Regions from separate parts of the Mus musculus genome. Here region 2 is linked to region 1. The links are chromatin contacts, called in public HiChIP or PLAC-seq maps. All regions are on one chromosome and are shown on one strand. The core of a region is the stretch at or near the end of the contact, and the rest is flanking DNA. Distances in the headings are between cores, read along the strand shown.

Region 1 (3,997 bases), core at 728-3,227:
CCATTTTAAATGCTGTAAATGATCTGTTAACTGTAATTTTCTTAAGCACTCTTGCCTAAGCATTGAGCTTTCTCTCTTTCTCTTCCTCCCTCCTTCCTCCTTATTTTTAAATAGTATGATGTAAGTTTTCTTAACACCATTTCCTCCTTTTCTTTGTTCATGTGTGCGTGACGCTGGAGATGGACCCATTTCATGCCCCCATTTCAGGCTCTTTCTATAGAATCTATTTTTAAGAGTGGAGCTTCTAAGTCCAATAGTGAATATTTGAGTGGTCCTTGATACTTATTGGAACTATTTTAGGTAGAATCCTGGATGATACATAAGGCAGGGAATTCATATCAATAAATAGCTAAAAAGACTGGAAGGGGCCATTGTAGAACTGGTCTTTATTTTAGTAGAAGTGTTCTTTAGAACAGTGGACACACCCTGTCATGTCACAGTATTTTTCTGGTATTAAAAAATATAAGTCTATTTGATTTTTATCTTTGGAGGAATCATCTTAGTGAGTGCAGAGGAAAGAAGAAGGAGTGCTTTTTTTTTTCTAAAATATTTAAATTCAAACAAATACAAAGTGATAATTGTGTGACATCTGAACTTGCCAATGAGATAAGTAATTATCTCTGGGCAATGGGTAAATGTGCTGGCCAGCAAACCCCACAGCCAGAGTTCAATCTCCAGGAACTTAGGTGGGGAAGGAGATAACTGACTTCCAAATGCTCACCCCCAAATATACAATTAAAATAAAAATCTTCCTTTTATGAGTAGCAACTGATCAAAACAATATTCAAATAATGACATCAGTCAAAGTATGATTTGATGGCCATCACTCATGTCAATAGGCAACACAAAAGCCTGAGAGTAAGTTAAGGAGAAATTCAGCAACAAACAAATTGACATACTATGTCCACTATGAGTAAAACCTGCCTCTCTTAAAACGTTTTACTGTACTCCATGGTTCTCCCCCAATGTGTGTTCGTGAGAGTCCCCACCCCTGTGACTCCATCTGTGTGTGGGTTCAGGAGAGACTCCTGTGTGTATTCAAAAGAGCCCCCCATGTGTATACACACAAGAGACCCAGTGTGTGTACATGAGAGGCCCCACCCCCATGTGTGTTCATGAGAGACCCAACCCCTGTGTGTGTACATGACTCTCCCCATTTGTGTTCATAAGAGACTTGTATGTGTGTATGGGAGACTCCACCCTGTGTGCGTACATGAGAGACTCCTGCCTCTCCTGTGTGTATGGAATACCTTCAGAGTATCAAATATTTTCACCCACTGAGCCATCTTAGAACTTCTCTCCCTTGTTCCCTTTTGTCCTCTGTTACACAGAATCAACTTTAAAAAAAGATTTATTTATTCATTTTATATACACATGAGAGCTCTGTCTTCATGAACACCAAAAGAGAGCATCAGATCCCATTACAGATGTTTGGAGCCACCATATGGTTGCTAGGAATTGAAACCAGGACCTCTGGAAGAGTAGCTAGTGCTCTTAACCACTGAGCCATCTCTTCAGCCCCTAGCATTAGCTTTTATTTGCTGATAAATCTTAGCTTTTCCCATTTATAAATCTTAAAATTCGTTTGTATAACAGAGCTCTGCCAGCTCCTTTTTTTAAGACAAGTTTTTACTAAGTAGCCCTAGTAGTGCTGGAAGCTGCTCTGTAGACCAAACTGTCTTCAGAACTGCTGATGATCCTTGAGCAGTCAATCTCAAGGGCTGGTATCGTTTGACCAGACACCAGGCTGAGCGAGACCCTCTCATATATTAATGCTAAGAATCTTCTAAACACAAAGAAAATGTTATCTTCCTTTAATGATCCTTTTCTGGCTGGCATGTTAAAATTGCACCACTTTATAAAATATAGTATCACTAAGATGTTCGTTTTTACAGGACAGATTTCACAGATCTGAAGAGGGAGGGAGCTGGTATTCAGGGTTCACATGTGAGAGTGGTTCCTGAGAAGAGAATGAGTAAATAACATATCACAGCGTGTGTGGGCTGAACAGTGTGACTCTTACTGAGACAGACCCAGTGTGAACTCTCATGGAAAAAAAAAAGTCAATTTTATTTAGTGAATGGAAAAAGTAACGAGAGAAAGAGAAAATGCGTTTATTTTTCTTTTTAGTTTCATCACTTCCTACAGGATGTTAGGTGAAACACTTTATTCTAAATGAAAGAGTCTATGTATCATAACTTTTAAAAATTACTCACAAAACCCAGCTCTGGAAGGAATGTCTGACCCAGTATCTAGAGGGAGGTAGAACCTAGGGGTTCTGGGAACTCTGAGGTGAAGCTGGGGACCAGCCCTGGTAATCTTTCCATGCCCCGAGCTGGCCTTCAGAAGGGAATCCTGGAGTAGAGGAACTTAGGGGGTCCAGTGCCCCCACAGATGTAGGGGTGCTCCCTGCCCCCATGGCCTCCTGAAGAGAGGGATTCACAGGGAATCTAGTGGTTTCTGTTTCAGTGAAGTGAAGTGGTCTAATTAGCCCAGGTTTGCATATTGACACACACATGCTGCCCCAGAAACACGTGCACCTTTGTGCTTTTCTAGATCAGTTAAAAAATTAAAATGACATTTAAGTCCAACAAATTCTGTTGATTCAAAATCTCATCTCTTTGCACTGGAGTGGAAAAGCTTTGAGCTTTAAGCTGGCAGAGAGAGATGTGAAGGGAGCTGAAACTAGGAGGAGATAGTCTTTTCTCCCCTCTCCCAAAGACCCGCCACCCCAGCAGTGCAGGTTTCTTTGGTCTACTCTCAACAGGAGGTCAGAAAATAATAGCACTAAAGTCCCTGAAGCAGCAGGGCTGATAAACATTCTCTTTGTTACTTTCTTTGAAAAATAAACAAACAAACAAACTTTTATTTTCTTCACATTTTTCCAACAAGGTCTTCTGAAGCCCAGGCTGCCATTAGATACGCTGTGTGCCTGAGTATGACCATAAACTTCTGATCCTCCTGCGTCTACCTTCGGGTGGGATTGCAGGCATGCACCACCATGCTTGGCTTTGTGTGGTACTGGACATTGAACCCAGAACTCTTTGAGCACTAGGCAAGCACATCCTGAACACCAGTAAAACATTTTCAAAGAGAAAAGAAAATTTAAAACATACACCCATCTACATCCATTTCCACCATGTTAGTAAACCAGGGACATTTTGAAGTGTGGTCTTTATAAAAACACCCGGGTGCTTATCTCCCACGCTCTGGCTATATTAAATCATTGTCCATCTTGATGATATGCTGTGATTTTATTGTTACCAGGAGGTTATAATCTCTGTCTGTCTGTCTGTCTGCCTCTTTTATCCACTCCAAATTATACTGTGACTTTTAAAAATTGTACTTGAGTTTGTTTGAAAGTAGAATTTAAATATTCCTTTTTCTATTTTTATGAGCCTCGTGACATTTACACACACACACACACACACACACACACACACACACACACATATACCTGTACATAATATACTTGGATCATATTCCTATACCTGCTGTTCTCTCTTAGCCCCCATTGGTCCCTTCCTCTTCCCACATAATCTCCCTTTTGCCTTTATGTCGTGATTCCACATGTGAAAGAAAACAGAAATGCTTGTTTTCTAACTGTAGTTCCATTTGCCTAATGTAATTATCTCCCGTTCCATCCACCTTTCTGCATGTGACACAGTTTTAGTCCTCTTTACGACTGAGTAGTATTCCATGGTAAAATTCTAACACATTTTTTTTAACTCATCGATGAACACCCACACCAATTCCACAATTGGCTACTGTGGACGTTGGATCAATAAGCATGTGTGTGTGGGCGTCTCTGTTGTGCGATAGCTTTTATTGCTTCTGACGTATTTGCAGGAATGGTATGGCTGGATCCTAAGGTAGTTCTGTTTTAGTTTGTGGAGGCACCTCCATACTGAATTCCACAGCAGGTAAGCTAATCCACACTCCGACCAATAGTCCTAAGTGTTCCTGGTTCCTAAAGGAAATGCTTGCCAGTATTTTT
Region 2 (3,858 bases), core at 1,031-3,530, 110 kb after region 1:
AACAATCAAATAGGCACACAACTGTCTATCTCCAGGTTCAGGAGGGCCAAGGCCCTCTTTTGGCCTCAGTGAGCATCAGGCATATATGTGCTGGACTGATTATATATATATATATATATATATATATATATATATATATATATATATTATACACACACACATACATGTAGGCAAAACACCCATATACATAAAATAAAAATCTTAAAAAGCTTCTCAAAACTCTGATCTTGTATCACATACAAGCAAATTTAATAAAAATCACTTGAATCCAGAAGTATGGGGGGCAGCTAGCAATCCAGTGAGGTGCCATCTCTTTTAACATCAATAAAGTAAAACTATAAGAATATATAGAAGATATTTTGTATGATCTATGGTCACTGAATGCACAGTCCCTGGAGGTCAATCTTTAAGCTGGTACTTCATCAGAACTGTAGGTGCTGTAGAATCTAGGTGCTGAAGGAGGTGGCTCAGTCAATAAGGCACTTCCTGTGCAAACACGATGAGGTCACATCTGTGTTTGGATCATCTGCCCCACGGAAAAGCTGGGCATGGAGCCACTGCCTGTAACCCCAGTGGAGGGTGTGAGAGGGAGAACACTGACAGGCAGGTCCCTGGAACTTGCTAGCCAGATAATCAATGAGCTTCAGGTTCAAGGAGACACTGACCCAAAAAGCACAGTGGAAAGCAACAGAGAAGACATTCAGCATAAATCTCTGGCCTCTACCTTCACACATGCACTTACATCCATGTTGAACACACACCCACATCCATTTGTACACACATGCACACACATACACAACTTCTATTCCTCAAAAGATATTTTAGGAGAATGACAAACGCCAATGGAAAAGGAAGATATGAAAATCAACCTCCTGAGAACAAATTTGCATCTTAAAGAATTCTCAAAACAGTGGCTGGAGAGATGACTCAGCAGTTAAGAGCACCAACTACTCTTCCAGAGAAGCTGATTTTGGTTACCAGGATCTACACAATGGCTCTTAACTATCTCTAACTCAAGTTCCAGGGGATCCAATGCCTTCTTCTGGCCTCCATGGGCACCAGGCATGCATATATGATATGTATATATGCAGGCAAAACACCTATACCCACAAGATCAAATAAAAATAATTAAAAAAAAAAAGAATTCTCAGATACACTAAAGCAAACAACATAAATTTGTAAAATCAAAGATAATCCAGGCATAGTTGTACCTGCCTTCACTCTTAGCCCTGGTAAAGCAGCAGCAGGTGGATGTCTGAGTTCAAGGCCAGCCTGGTCTATACTGTGAGTTCCAAGTCAGCCAAAGCTATCTATTGAAACCCTGCCTCTAAAAAGCAACAGCAAAAGATATGTGCAGACAACAAGCAAACATGTAATAAGAATACATGAACATCAGTAGAAAAACAAATGAGTCCACATGCACTACTGGGGCTAGAGAGATGGCTCAGAAGTTAACAGCACTCGCTGTTCTTACAGAGGACCCAGGTTCCCAGCACCCACGTGACAACTCATAACCACCTGTAAGTCCAGCTCTAGGGAATCCAGCACCCTCTTCTGACTTCTGCAGCTACTAGGCACCCATGATGGTCAGACATGTATGCCTGCAAACACTCATATACTTAAAAGTCAATAATTCTTGGGGACTGGATACATGGCTCAGTAAAGAGCACTAACTGCTCTTCCACAGGTCCTGAGTTCAATTCCCAGAAACCACATGGTGGCTCTGACTTCTTCTTCTGGAGTGTCTGAAGACAGCTACAGTGTACTTGCATATAATAAATAAATAAATTAATTAATTAAAAAGATTTATTTTTTTAAAAAGTAAATCATTCTTTTTTTTTTTTTTAATGCATTATTGCCAGACATGGTGGCACATGCCTGTAACCCCAGAACTTGGGAGATAGCAGCATCCTCCTCAGCTACACAGTGAGTTTCAGGTCAAACAAAAGATCCTATCTCAAAAGACCAAAAAATAAATAAATAAATAAAGTGAAAGTAAAGCAAAATAAAACCATGTAGTATCAATACCTACCAGAATGGCTAAAATTCAAAGCCATGATCATGGTCTAGGGCTGTAGCTCAGTTGGTAGAGTGCTTGCCTAGCACACAATGCTCTTGATTCAATCTCCAGCACCACATAAACTGTGTGTGGTGCACCGCCTGTAGCACCAGCACTCACCAGATAAAAGGCAGGAGAACAGGAAGTTCAAGATCTCCCTCAGCCTGGGCTACAGGAGACCCAAATGTTTGATCACAACTAAAGTGATGAAGGTAACCACATCTTGTCTTAACTCTACTTTGGTTTGCTTAGACACTTCTCAGCCTCTACCCCACAACAGTGACATCTGCATTGACAACACATTTGGAATTTCCATGACCCTAGCCATGAACATGAACACGAACTTTAATAATCAAAGAAGATATGTCAGGACCAATTGTCGGCCAGGTGGTAGTGGCGCACACCTTTGATCCCACTACTTAGGAGACAGAGGCAGCTGGATCTCTATGAGTTCAAAGTCTATAGCCTGGTCTATAGACTGAGTTCCAGGACAGGCAGAAACAGCAGACAGTTTCTACAGAGAAAAACTCTGTCTCAAGAAAACCAAACAATGCAGGGCAGTGGTGGTGCACTTTAATGCCAGCACTCGGGAGGCAGAGGCAGGCAGATTTCTGAGTTTGAGGCCAGCCTGGTCTACAGAGTGAGTTCCAGGACAGCCAGGGCTATACAGAGAAACCCTGTCTCAAAAAAAAAAAAAAAAAAAAAAAAAACAAACAAACAAACAAAAAAAACAAAAGCAAAAACAAAAAAAAAAAAACTTATCCTTTACCCTTAGAGCTATAGCACTGTACCGTGACCAGGCACAAAGAGCTGCTGTTCCCTACTTTCTGTTGAAGATGATGGTCCAGAGACTCCTGGAACTCACTATATAGACCAAGCTGGCCTCAAGCTCAGAGTTTGGCTCTGCCTTGTTGAGTGCTCAGATCGTAGGACTGCACCAACACTCATCTCTAATGAGTTCAAAGAAAACAGAACCAGGATTCCTAACTAAGGAAATAATTCCTGTCTTGCTCTTATGGGAATGGGACACTTTGGCTTCTATAGGATTTCTCACTCTAAAATAAAATCAGATACCTAGACTTGACTGAATTATTTTATATTTTAACCAAAGGAAACTACTTAGAAAGTTTACAATAAGAAGGGGGACTGAGAACACAGGTCAGTAAGGGAGCGCCCGCCTAGCATGCACGGCCTCGGGGTTCACTCCTCAGCTCTAAAACACTTTTAAAAATTAGTTTTGCCCTAATAATTCATAAAATTCATGAAGGATTTAGAGTCAAAAATGCTAAGAAAGGAATGGGGAGTGCTATTAGCTAAAGCATATCTTAGTCTTAAACAAATGTCCTCAGGCAATGCATGAAGCTGTATGTTACATAATTCTGATAAACAACACCCCAGAAACAAGGAAACAAGCATTCTTAGGCGGACGTTTGGTTTGTATGATAATCAAGAGAAATGTCCAGCAATTGCACTCACCTGTTTTGTTCCTCCAGCTTAGCCAGGAGTTCTAAGTCGTCTGGACTCAACTTTGATGGGGAAGATGGTGACTGTGTTGGTGTTGACAGTGTGGTAGATGAGGATGTAGTGTGTAGTGAGGCAGATGGACTTGCCACCTGACTGGCCATCTGACTGACTGTATGCGATACTGTGTTCTTCACCCATGAGAGAGTAGAACTCAGCTTTTCTGCCACCTTGTCTGTCGCCACCTAAGGGCAAGAACAAAAAGCATATTTTAGTTTTATTTCAGTCATTACCACAAACTTGGTGATCCTGCTAAGTTGTACTTAAAAATCACTGAG

What was found. HiChIP or PLAC-seq counts read pairs in DNA pulled down with a chosen protein or histone mark.
Region 2: a CTCF HiChIP or PLAC-seq map of CD8 T cells shows a contact between it and region 1, with 5 read pairs. The contact joins two enhancer-like sites. A contact is called at or near these places in 1 of 15 datasets of contacts at CTCF or cohesin (CD8 T cells), 4 of 484 Hi-C or Micro-C datasets (the P5424 cell line, embryonic stem cells and myeloid progenitors), 7 of 115 datasets of contacts at active chromatin or transcription factors (CD8 T cells, the SCID.adh cell line, embryonic stem cells and 2 more) and 1 of 9 other capture datasets (adipose tissue).

The regions. Positions count from the first base shown.
Region 1 is chr5:107,729,519-107,733,515 of GRCm38.p6, forward strand. No RefSeq gene overlaps it. Among named protein-coding and RNA genes, the nearest start is that of Gfi1, 7.2 kb to the left of the region's middle. RefSeq lists an enhancer at 1,063-3,214. Within about 2 kb of position 1,978, at least 16 of the 459 cell types and tissues checked have an H3K27ac peak or open chromatin away from gene starts, as enhancers often do. A contact at or near this core is called in CD8 T cells, the P5424 cell line and the SCID.adh cell line, where this site is marked.
Region 2 is chr5:107,838,536-107,842,393 of GRCm38.p6, forward strand. It overlaps Evi5 (ecotropic viral integration site 5), which reads right to left. Exons shown (of 20, transcript NM_001378824.1): 2 at 3,536-3,765. The coding sequence starts at 3,684. Among named protein-coding and RNA genes, the nearest start is that of Ube2d2b, 10 kb to the left of the region's middle. Within about 2 kb of position 2,281, at least 71 of the 459 cell types and tissues checked have an H3K27ac peak or open chromatin away from gene starts, as enhancers often do. A contact at or near this core is called in CD8 T cells, the P5424 cell line and the SCID.adh cell line, where this site is marked.